Regions from separate parts of the Mus musculus genome. Here regions 1 and 3 are each linked to region 2. The links are chromatin contacts, called in public Hi-C and Micro-C maps. All regions are on one chromosome and are shown on one strand. The core of a region is the stretch at or near the end of the contact, and the rest is flanking DNA. Distances in the headings are between cores, read along the strand shown.

The links. Hi-C and Micro-C count contacts between places; a contact is called where the count stands out from the background.
Region 1: a contact with region 2 is called in a Micro-C map of embryonic stem cells, with 2.3 times the contacts expected there. The contact joins the enhancer-like site here to the promoter of Uxs1 in region 2. A contact is called at or near these places in 2 of 39 promoter capture datasets (the C10 cell line and cranial neural crest), 1 of 484 Hi-C or Micro-C datasets (embryonic stem cells) and 2 of 9 other capture datasets (adipose tissue and liver).
Region 3: a contact with region 2 is called in a Hi-C map of regulatory T cells, with 1.9 times the contacts expected there. The contact joins the enhancer-like site here to the promoter of Uxs1 in region 2. A contact is called at or near these places in 3 of 39 promoter capture datasets (the 3T3-L1 cell line, cranial neural crest and pre-B cells), 3 of 484 Hi-C or Micro-C datasets (LSK cells, nephron progenitors and regulatory T cells), 5 of 115 datasets of contacts at active chromatin or transcription factors (CD8 T cells, effector CD8 T cells, embryonic stem cells and 1 more) and 2 of 9 other capture datasets (adipose tissue and liver).

What each region holds. Positions count from the first base shown.
Region 1 is chr1:43,969,677-43,973,593 of GRCm38.p6, reverse strand. It overlaps Tpp2 (tripeptidyl peptidase II), which reads right to left. Exons shown (of 29, transcript NM_001310540.1): 12 at 3,078-3,193; 13 at 1,862-2,030; 14 at 907-1,064; 15 at 74-150. Among named protein-coding and RNA genes, the nearest start is that of Tpp2, 38 kb to the right of the region's middle. Within about 2 kb of position 2,298, at least 18 of the 459 cell types and tissues checked have an H3K27ac peak or open chromatin away from gene starts, as enhancers often do. A contact at or near this core is called in embryonic stem cells, where this site is marked.
Region 2 is chr1:43,826,067-43,829,903 of GRCm38.p6, reverse strand. It overlaps Uxs1 (UDP-glucuronate decarboxylase 1), which reads left to right and starts at 2,065. Exons shown (of 15, transcript NM_026430.4): 1 at 2,065-2,289. The coding sequence starts at 2,196.
Region 3 is chr1:44,030,686-44,034,815 of GRCm38.p6, reverse strand. It overlaps a transcript of Mettl21c not described here. Among named protein-coding and RNA genes, the nearest start is that of Mettl21c, 13 kb to the right of the region's middle. Within about 2 kb of position 2,430, at least 1 of the 459 cell types and tissues checked has an H3K27ac peak or open chromatin away from gene starts, as enhancers often do. A contact at or near this core is called in regulatory T cells, where this site is marked.

The sequences.
Region 1 (3,917 bases), core at 1,049-3,548, 140 kb before region 2:
CAAAAATCAATACTGTATTACAATATAGGCATTAACAATGTATACATAATAATAAACTAAACATCTTACTTACTTTGCTGCTATAACTGCAGTGATTGGAACTCTGAATAAAGGACCTGCATTGGGGGATGCTATATCATAGCCACATACCTTGAAGAAAGAATGGTAAGTTTCAACACCCATGAAAAAAGTTGCAAAACATAAGTAAAAGGTGTAATGTAAGCATAGAATAATCTAGTCTTAAAATTTAAAGATCTAGCAGGTAAGTTAATACTAGATTACTGACATTAATTCATATAACAACCCAAAGCAAATAGCAACCAAATAGCAAATCATGACTGAGATGAACAGGTAACAAGGTATCAAGTTTAAAAAAATATAAAGATTAGCTATATGACACTATTCTGTGTTTATTTACAACTGTCAGGTTTAACAAATGTTTCCTCTAAATAGTAAAGCTAACTACAGCACAAGTTTAGCTACACTGCATAATTAACAAAGTACAGAGGCCTGATCAAAAAGGCTTTGCGTAGCCAGGCGTGGTGGCGCATGCCTTTAGTCCCAGCACTCGGGAGGCAGAGGCAGGCAGATTTCTGAATTTGTGGCCAGCCTGGTCTATAAAGTGAGTTCTAGGGACAGCCAGAGCTATACAGAGAAACCCTGTCTCGAAAAACCAAAAAAAAAAAAAAAAAAAAAAAAAGGCTTTGCTATTTCTATCTCCCTCAGCCTTCTTCACAGAAGAATGCAACACTATATAACTAACTGCTTAAATGGATACAGAAAAGTTAGAAAATCTAGTAAGTGAAAAGGTTAGATTTTTAATGAGAGAAAACACATCAGAGATTATTTACTTTCACCTTCTCAAACATTTCAAAGAGAAAAGAAAAACAATAGATGTTACAATACCTCTGTATAATGTAACCCTTCTCTTAAGCCCCTGGGGTCCACACGTATGTTTATGTGCCGACACTGATTCATGAGTTCCAAATGGCTGGGACACTGAACCCAAGATGAATTTGAAGTTAAAGCTAAATGAAGCTGAAAGGATATTTTTTCAGAGTTTTCTGGCATTAAAAAAAAAAAAATTAAGACTCAGCATTTCCTCTTTTTCTAGTTTGGTCAACTGTATAATACATTAGATAGGATACCAAAATTATAACTTAAATAAAAATGCAGAATCTTCTTGTGATTCACACATATTTTCATCCATCACTGCTAAGCCTTATAAACAGTTTAGTGGACCTTTTGTATCATTGCACGTAGAGATCAAGCAGCTGACTAAAATAAACTGCCAGATACAAAACAACAGTTCCTCACCAACTCACAGCTGTGTTTACTTCCCACACTCACCTAAAGCTCTGCCTTCTATCCAAGGAATGAGATATGGAAAGAAAATAAACTATAATTTTATTATAGGCTTAATAAATTATGGGCCACTGAAGGCCGGGGCCCACTCTTTTCCTTCATTGTCAAGATCCTGAATGAACTGCCATGGTACTGGGGTCTCTAATAAATATTTTCCACCAAATCTATTAAATTTTAAAATAATCACTTGTTAATTTGTATTTTCTCCTAAGAACAGTGAGTGGTTTGGGTCATGACAAATCTTTCAGTGACTGCCTAAGACCATCAGAAAACACAGATATTTACATTACAATTCATAACTAACAAAATTATAGTTATAATTTTATGGTTGGGAGTCACCACAACATGAGGAATTGTATTAAAGGGTAACAGTATTAGGAAGGTGGGTAAACATTACTTTAGACATCAGACAAGCAAAGCAGCATTCTTCTTTTATTTACCATTCATTTAAGCCACAAATACAAATGCTTCTGCTTACTGCCACCCTAGTACTTACCTGTGTTCTCTGGAAATACAGGCTCAATGCCAACACCATGATCTGAAGGAGCAGCCACCTGGACAGGATCTCGGAGGTAGATACCACGGTTATTTCCAACAGTAACTGTAAAACCTAATCTGTTAGCAAATGATGTATTTTGAATGAGGTAGTCATAAGCTTTGTCAACCTAAAAGAATATAAATGGTAGCATGTAAATGGCTAGGTAAAGAAAATATTTTATTACAAATTATGCATCAGTCTTAATTAATCTGGACCCCCGAGATCTTTCAAACACTGGACCACCAAACAGGTAGCATACACCAGCTTATATGAGGCCCCCAACACACATTCAATAGAGGACTTCCGAGTCTGTGTTCAAACAGAGATGATACACCTAACAACCCTCAAGAGACTGCAGGCCCCAGGGAGTTTAGAGGTCAGGTGGGGTGGAGGGTGGGGTCATCCACGTGGAGACAGGGTGTGGTCAGGAGGTGTGGAATGTGAAGCAGTTGAAGGGTGGTAGGGGAGGGGCAGGAAATGGAATATGGAGTGTAAAAAATGAATTACAAATAAAATTAAATTAAAACCAACAAATTATGCATCAATTAAATTTTAGCTGTAGCAAAGCTAATCTCTATATTCATTTCTCTAAAATAAATCAATAACACAGTTAAGATGGCAAATCAGCTGGGTAGTGGTAGCCCATGCCTTTAATCCCAGCATGTGGGAGACAGGGAGATCTCTATGTTTTGAAGCCAACCTGGGCTACAGAGCTAGTTCCAGGACAACCAGGGCTACAAAGAAACCTTGTCTCAAAAAACCAACAACAACAACAACAACAAAAACCAAAGGGGGGTGGGGTGGGGAGGGAAAGAGAAAGGAAAGGAAAAGTAAATTTGTGCTTTTAAAGAAAATACCATTCTGAAATTTAATTGATGCATAGTTTCTACTTCAGTCTGCATTCACAGTTATTCTCACATGAGCTAAGATCACTCGGTAACTTACGTCTGACTTTTAAACACTTTGATTTTCTAATCTCTATATACTCCAAATGTTTCTTTTACTTAAATGCAGTTAATCTCTTTTACCTACAAAGAGCCTTTGTGCCCTTTTTGATTATAGTTCTATAATGGCCACATCTAAAGTTTAGACATGCTGAATCACTATTACAGAGCAATATTTACAACATTATCTCAATGCTTTCTAGTTATTTTAGTACACAGACAACAAGTACCTGAATAATTCCATGTCCTTGGGCAAATACTTCTATATTGTCAGCTTTTATTGCAGTATTTTCTAGAGCTCTTCTGACTGAGTGTACAGTATAGTCAACATTATTTGCTTTCAGCCCTAAAAACAAACAAACAAACACCTAAGAAACTAATGTTAATGAACTCACTAGTTGAAACACTCTCCCTTCACCAAGATGTTAATATGTATTCTTTTCTGCTGTTTTCTTTTAACACTCACTTCTAAATGTTTTCTTAAAAATTAAAGTTGAAAAAAAAAATTAAAGTTGATTTAAACTGCTTGCATCACACAAGTACTTTAAGAAAAAAATTCATTGCATGCCAACCCACAATCACATCAATGCAGGCTACGTAGATATGACATGGATGTACCAAGCAGGCATCTTAGGGGCATTGTAATGGCATTTTCTTTAAAATATCATAGATTCAGCACTATAGTTGGTAACAGCAATTTTCAACTCAATTATATTTTATAATTACCAGTGGAACTTAAACAAATCAAAAACACCTGTCATGTTTCACAGCAGACCAGACTCTTCAATGACTTAAGTACCATGTGATTACAGCGTAGAACCAGATTTCAAACACAGAAGGCTATTGCCAATATATTATCCACCAGTAATATATTGTAATGTGCCAAAAAAAAAAAAAAAAAAGAAAAGAAAAAAAAAAAAGAAAGGAATAAATACTCCATGATGCAAACCAAGGACGCTATAATCACCTCCATGAGAATTCTAAAAAGATCAAAGTCCATTAGGAACAACTGGTAGATGAGCTGATTCTTGTAGAATGTATGAGTTTTCAAATCTGAAACATGGCAGAAA
Region 2 (3,837 bases), core at 816-3,315:
TTGCATGGAGTCTTCTGCTTTTATCTCCCTCCAGACTCTATGTTTCATTCTGCTGAGATGTTTTAGTTATTTCCCACTGACATTAAGCAACGCCCCCCCCCCATCCACAAACACACACACACACACACACACACACACACAACCCAGCTGGATCTGCACACCACCTTCTAAAGCAGATTCTGCCACCACATCATTAACTCTTCCTTTGCCTTATGCTGGTCACCTGCAAGCACAGGAAGTATGATAGTAAAGTACCTACTCTTGTATGTGTCCACATACATGTTGTCTTTCAAAATTATCACCTTAAAATGAACAATCTGCTGTTCTTCCCACATGCTCTCTTTTATATATGACTTGATGTTTCTTACTATGTTATAAGCTGTATAGTTGTATGGTGATTCCCTCCCTCCATTTGACTCAGTTCAGTACCATCTCCTTCCCCTGTCTATGCCCTTGACTATGTGTCTTTGTCAATGGAGACAAACAGGGAAGAACATGAGGAGAGAGACTATTTTATGGAGGTTTTTCATGTTTCAGCAGCTTGCTTCTTTGGAGCTCTCGTAGTAATTATAATCCAGTTGCACTCCAGAAAACCCCATCAGAGCAGATATACCTACCCAGCTCCACAGCCCCTAGTGCACAGGGAATATCATTCAACTCCATTTCCTTTCCTGGATGCACTTAAGATATACACCATAGATCTGTACAATGTTACAGACAAAAGGGTATGCATTTATTATGACAATTTCCTGACAGATGGATGGAAGGTATCTTAAGGAAAGAGGACTTTTCTGATTCTATCAAATACCCTAAGGCCTAGCAGAACATGTGTTTCTGAAGACTCTTTGTATGCATTCCCTTAGGATATAGCTTGACAGGTACAATACAGTACTGGGTGATACAGTCCAAAATCAACTGATTAATTCACCATTTCCTATCACTATTGCTCAAAGCAAAGTTTTATGGGTCACTTTTAGGAACCTCTGTGTTCTACACTATTAATGTAGTTACTTTTGACAAGAGTCTGCCTATTTGATAGGATGTGGAGCTTTTGCTCTAAATTGTCCTTTCAATGGATAGTTTTTAGTTCTTAAAACTCACCAGAAAATTCCTGAATTGGAAATGACTTACAGATGGAGACATGAAAATCCAGAGTCACAGTCTCCGGTCTATGTTCTTCCCTCCTTAACCATGCAGACATCCCAACATTACAGTACACTCATACAATCTGAAGATGGCAACCCTTTCTTCATAGGTCTTCAAGCAGCCCTCATGTTTCTATCTTTTATCAGGGTTGTTATGAATGTGAAACTGTCTGCCAACACTGAGTCTCATTAATATTCAAACATCTGAGAGGAAAAGTACCTCAGATCTCATTGTGCTATGCTTAAGGAGAAGACATAACCAGAGCATTCTGTCTCGCTTTTGGTAACTATGATCAGGCAAAGTGTCTGTTGTTCTGAAATTATTCCCATACACTTTGTACCAGAAATGATCCCTGCTCATTTCTGCTGTTCCCACTGCAGTGTGGTTTGTCCTAAATTCCAACGATTAACAACCTCTTCATGATAATATACCCTTCATCTTTAAAATAAAGAAAATGAAGAGAAGTGTTGTCGATTCACCGGCGCGTTTGGGATTTATCACTTTCCTGCCTTGCAAAAAGAACAGCTAAGAAGGCAACTTACTAGCCCCGCACTCATAGAAACTCAACTGTTCACTGTCAAGACACACCAATTACAGCAAACCAGTTCTTCATCTCCAACAGCGCGAGGCCACAGCCCAGCCGGCCGTGTAGGACTAAGAACGCGCAAGCGCCCTGCAAGTTGCAGGCGAACTTCCGAGATCCGCGCCAAACGTCGAACGCTACCCCAGCAGCGAAAAGGGGGCAAGCACACTGGGCTGCGCATGCGCGCTCCGAGCCACCCACTGTGCCCACCCATCCCTGGTTGATTGACACCATCCTGAAAACTCAGGGATTACACTGCGCTTGCGGGGAAAAGGAGGATGAGGGCGGGGCACGGCTGTGGGCGGAGCCGGAGGCCGGGACCCAGCCGCGCGAGCGCAGTGGTTTAGCCGGCAGGAAGCCGGGCGCGCGGGGGTGGGGCTGGTGCACGGGGGCGGGGCTCGGGCCGCCGCGCATTGTGCTGCGGCTGGCCGGCGCGGCAGGCCCCGGACCCGAGCGGTTCCCGGGCATGGTGAGCAAGGGGCTGTTGCGCCTTGTCTCTTCAGTCAACCGCAGGAGGATGAAGCTTCTGCTCGGCATCGCGCTGTTCGCCTACGCCGCCTGTGAGTGCGTGCGCGGTGGGCGGGAGCCCATTCATTCCCGCGCGGCGGGGAGCGGGCGCTGCGGCCGAGCAGCAGGCTGTTCAGGGCCGGGGACCGGTTCACAGCTTCCACGAGGCTGAACTTGTGCTGTGGAGCCGCTGGCCGCTTTGCTTGCTGCCCGCTTCCGCGTAGGCCCGGCGTCGGACCGGTGGCCGGTGTTGGGGCCTTTGCCCGGGACGCGGTGGACACGTTCCCCGAGCTGTAGACACTGCGGACTCGGCCAACCTCGCAGCGCCCGCCAGCTCGTACTGACCCGAACCGCTGTGCTGTGCTGTCCACAGCACCCAGGGTTAGGGTTAGGGTGAACCTGGAGAGTGCGGCGCGGGGACATCCTTGGGGACGGTGCTGGTTAAGTAGGATAAAAATATTATAGCTATTGGCAGGGTCCCTGCTCCGACTGTTTGCTCCGCAGGAAAATTACTCAGCAGCTGAGTGTTGCCATTCTCCGTGGATGCCCTGTGTGGCCATGCTCTGATATCCTGTCTCACACTCCCCGCTCCCCACTCTCCTCCCGCGCCACCAGGTACTCCTCCAGCGTGTCGCGGAAGGAGGCACAGCATAGGGGGCAGGCGGGGCGGGTGTCAATTGGATCCTTAGCCTGTTTATCTTGAGGGGCCCTCAGCTTCTCAGAGAAGGCAAAGTCTAGTTTTTTGGTGTTTGTTTGTTTGTTTTTGCTCTGTGCAACTGGATATAACAGCTATTACTACTTTACCAAGTACCAAAATTGGGCTAAAAATAGCTCTCAGAGTGAGTGAGCTCCTTCTGAATCCTGGCCACCCAGGCAAACATACTCGAATGAAAACTGCTAAGTGATTGAGTTTCCAGGGTCTGATTCCCAGGTGAGTAGGTACTTTGGAACGTGGGTTCAACTGATGGGATGATGGTGTTAGTAGGATGCAGACTGGCTGCTACAGCTCAGCTGTTGCAAGAGGAGGAGGAGGAGGAGGAGGAGGAGGAGGAGGAGGAGGAGGAGGAGGAGGAGCAGGAGGAGGAGGAGCAGCAGCAGCAGCAGCAGCAGCAGCAGCAGCAGCAGCAGCCAGGAAGCTCTGGAAAGGCTTCTGGTTGCTAGGAGAAGTTTTAGATCTGGGTGGCTTGGTAGATTTGATTGGTTTCAGCAAGGAAGGAAGAATTAACTTCAAGTGTGGTCTGTATTGAAGAAGATGATTATTCAAGAAAAAGACCCCTTACAGCTGAGTAATTATTACTGTTTTATTAGTAATGCCTAAGTTAGCTGAGTGCTTAACTGTATGTATAGGTATGATCCTTATCCTGCCAGGGGTAATACAGGTAAATATGAATAGTAATAGTGTTTTATGGGTGAGAAAATTAAAAGCATGAGGGATTAGCACCTTTATCAATCTTAGAGGGCCAAGATTCATTCCAGCCCGAAAGGCAGTGATCTGGGTCTAGAAGTCAGGTCTCTGGATAGCAATTTCAGGGCTGATTTACTTAGGGAGGGATACCGAAGTGAGGCATAGGTGTTTAGAATTGATAATAGGGAATTTATGA
Region 3 (4,130 bases), core at 1,181-3,680, 200 kb before region 2:
TCTTTCTTGCATACTCTTGTTCTTAAACTGTGAGAACACTATCTTCAAAATATAAGAATGTTAATAACTGTCATTATCACACCTAATAGATCTTCAAACTATTATACCCAGATTATGATTTGAATTCTTACAATTATCTTTAAAACATTTGCACAATTTATTTATTCTAATTTGGATTAAATGCACTCCAGGCAAACACAATACAGCTGAGCTACATTCCAGACGCCCATATTTCAGATTGCTCACTAGTTCATTGGTGTACGTTTGAAGGAAGGGTCATACACAGGCCTCAGAACAACCCGCAGTAACTGGATGAAAGCAGTTCCCTGTTCCACTTCCACTTCTTCTCTGAGTTTTTGGCATCAAACTCAGGTCACCAAGCTTGATAGTGAGTGCCTTGAGCCCTCTTATTCACTCCATTTCTAGAATTTTGATTAATTCTTGTGTAGTTATTGAAGTTTGAAATTGTTCCATTTTTGTTTCTCTCTGTTCAGTATTTATCTGAAAGATTACTAATCTTCTATTGTGGTTATTGTTATTGGTTTTGTTTTGAGACAAGGCCTCACTGGGCATCACTAGCTGGCTTAGAACTTGATCTTTCATCTTTTTATATGGTAATATGATGTAATCTCTGAGGGAAGTGGTATCTTATCAGTCAAGAGCCAAAGCATACTACAAATTCATACCATACAGCAAACCTCAGGCAAGAGATTTATTGGGAAGGAAAGCCCCAAGAGGATGGCTGCCTCCGTTCAGGTGAGAAGCAGCAAAGAACTTAGCAGAAGACAGGGCATATATATAGGATTTATTGGGGGCAGAGCATTCCAGGATGGAGATTTCCAGGGTGGGGATTAGTGGATGATTTCAAGTCCAGAGCTTGGGGTAAACCCAGGCATTGCTGGTATTTCAAGCCCCAGGCTTCGACTCTTTACTTCTTAGGGTAGGGTCTGGGTTTCAGCCATTAGAGCAGTTAGTGTTCTGTGGGTTGAACCTCATAGATGGAGAACCCCAGGGAGCAGAAGGCCTGGCCACTTGTGCACCTTACAGCATGGCTATTGTCTTACACTCCCTAAACACAATTATCAAAATTGGGGCCTAAATAATAAGTAAAAAAAATGTAGATAATGCTATGGCCAGTGTTGCCTGTTGGTGCAATCATATCCATATGGGCAACTGATAATTTTTATGTTTATGGGAATTGTTCATGTAATTTTTGAGCCAGAGCCTCTTGTATGTAGCCCATCCTGGCTTCACATTTGCTAGGTAGTCAAAGGCAATCTTCAACTTTTGGCCCTCTTGCCGAACCTTGCTGGGATGCTGTGGTAATAGGCATGTGCCTATTATCTTAGTTTTACCTGGTGCTGAGGACTAAACACAGGACATGGTGCACACTGAGCAAGCCCCTGACTGAGCTACACTCCCCAAACACTATAATTTCTTTTAAAAAAACAAGGTGGTGTTCACTGTTCGTCTTTCTTTTATTCAAAATTGTTTATAGTATCTGATAACATATCCCCTTCCAATAAATAAAAATATTAACTGTAACAAAAAATTAGATTAAGGTTCATTTATTCTACTCAGTTATTACAGTCATCTCTATGAATCAAACCGAAACTCTCTCCGCTGCTGTGAAAGGGCAAGACAGTAAGAATGAAGTTTCCTTCAACTTGTACTCTTTCTGAGGTTATTTAGGTTTTACTAAAATTTTACCTCCTTGAGAATGAGTTCTGTGCAAAATTACTGAACTCTACTTTAGAAACCCAAAGTCGAGATGTCCCAGCTAAGTTGTATTAGCTTCTGTCACACTGTCCGCTTGTGAAAACCTCTTTCAGGTCTTTGCTTATCTCAGTTTATGTTTCTCAAACTGCTTGCTTTTGTAAAATCTCTCCTGCATCACCGATGTGAGATATAAGGATATGGTTTTTGCCTTAAAAAAATACAAGACAAACAAACCAAACAAACCCATATCCAAACATTTGAAGTTACAGTTGGGTCCCAAAATCCTTAGGTGTAGTCGCAGCTGGCTGGAATAAAGACTTCAGTGGTCACCTTGGGTGGGCTCCCAGTAATACTACGACTTTCCCTTCTTGACATTGTCTACCCAGCAACCAGACCAACTGTCTTATAGAATATTCTACATTTTGATTTGTTTCTTTGCTCACTTGTGGTTTAATTTAACTTCTTTCTCTTTCCCTTGTGTTTCCCCAGACACTTGACTAGATCAAGTTCAAATTCATTTTGTTCTTGTTTTGTTTGGCAAGAATACATCATAGTTGGTGCTCTGTGCCTCATGTTCAATTACACCAGGAGACAACTAATGCCTGGTTTCTATTTTTAGTGGTACTAAGATTGATCAAAGCATTCAAGTGGTGACAGCCTAATACCTCTATTGTAATTTCCCACCTTTGCTCAGTGATGTTATCCTTTTACAATTGGTGTATGACTGGTGTGAGATGGAATCCCAGGGTTGTTTTGGTTTCGTTTCTCTGATGACTAAGGATGTTGAACATTTCTTTAGGTGCTTCTCAGCCATTCGAGTTTACTCAGTTGAGAATTCTGTCTACCTCTGTTCTCCAATTTTTAATGGGATTACTTGGTTCTCTGGAGTCTAACTTCATGAGTTCTTCGTATATATTGGATAGTAGCCCTCTAGCAGATGTAGGGTTGATAAAGATCTTTTCCCAATCTGTTGATTGCCATTTTGTCCTACTGACAGTGTCCTTTGCCTTACAGAAGCTTTGCAATTTTATGAGGTTCCATCTATCTATAGTTGATCTTATAGCATAAGCCATTAGTGTTCTGCTCAGGAAACTTTCTCCTGTGCCACATGTTTGAGGCTCCTCTACTTTCTCTTCTATTAAGTTCAGTGTATCTGGTTTTATGTGGAGGTCCTTGATCAACTTGGACTTGACCAAGGAGATAAGAATGGATTGATTTGCATTTTTCTGCATGCAGACCAACAGTTGAACCAGCACCATTTTTTGAAAGTGCTGTCTTTTGCCACTGAGTGATATTAGCTTCTTTGTCAAAGATCAAATGATCATAGGTGTGTGGGTTCATTTCTGGGTCTTCAATTCTATTCCACTGATGAGTATAGATTTTTGTAGTAGGATCTAATTATTTTTTTAATTTCCTCAGTTTCTGTTGTTGTCTCCCTTTTCATTTCTGATTTTATTAATTTAAATACTATCTCTGTGCCCTCTAGTTAATTTGGCTAAGGGTTTATCTATCTTGTTGATTTCCTCAAAAAGCCAGCTTTTTGTTTTGTTGATTCTTTGTGTAGTTCTCTTTGTTTCTACTTGGTTGATTTCAGCCTTGAGTTTGATTATTTCCCGCTGTCTTCTCCTCTTGGATGTATTTGCTTCTTTTTGTTCTAGAGCTTTTAGATGTGCTGTAAATCTGCTAGTGTGTGAACTCTCATAGAATTCTGCACTGAAAATGAATATGTTTATCATATCTACATGAATTTGAGCATTTTTATGGGTAAAGTCACTTATTTGTTTATTTATTTGTTGTTTCAAGACAGTTGTTCTCTGTGTAGCCTTGGCTGTTTTGGAACTCACTCAGTAGACCACGCTGGCCTTAAACCCAGAGATTGGCCTGCTTGTGCTTCCTGGGTGCTGTAATTAAAGGCATCACAGCCAGGTTTAAGTGTTTTTAAAGATTTTTTTTTTAAGTTTTTAACTTCATATTTTGCATATTTCTCTAAATTTTCTAAAACTTGAATGCTAGTCAATTTTAGGTGTCTTTTAAAAGTTATTTGTCAGAGATTTAACAATTTCTTTCCTAGCTTGCTAAGTCCTATTGTATCCTCATGTATTATTTAAATATTATGTGGTTAAGTGTAATCATCTTTTGTAAATAGACTTTGAACTAAATCATTGTGAAAATGTTTTTTTTAATTCAAACTCACAAAGAAATTGACCTATGCTTGTTTCTAGTACTTAATTTTCTAGTCATTTAAAGTCAATGTATAGTTTAGTCATTAGGAATGTGTCCTTGGGAATACTCCTCTTAGATACCTGTGAGGGTCAACCCACAGAACACTGTGTGGACCTGAATGTACTAGGAGATGTGTAGCATTAGTAAAGCACACTTATGGTTGTGCAAAGAGGTATTTACAAAGAGTA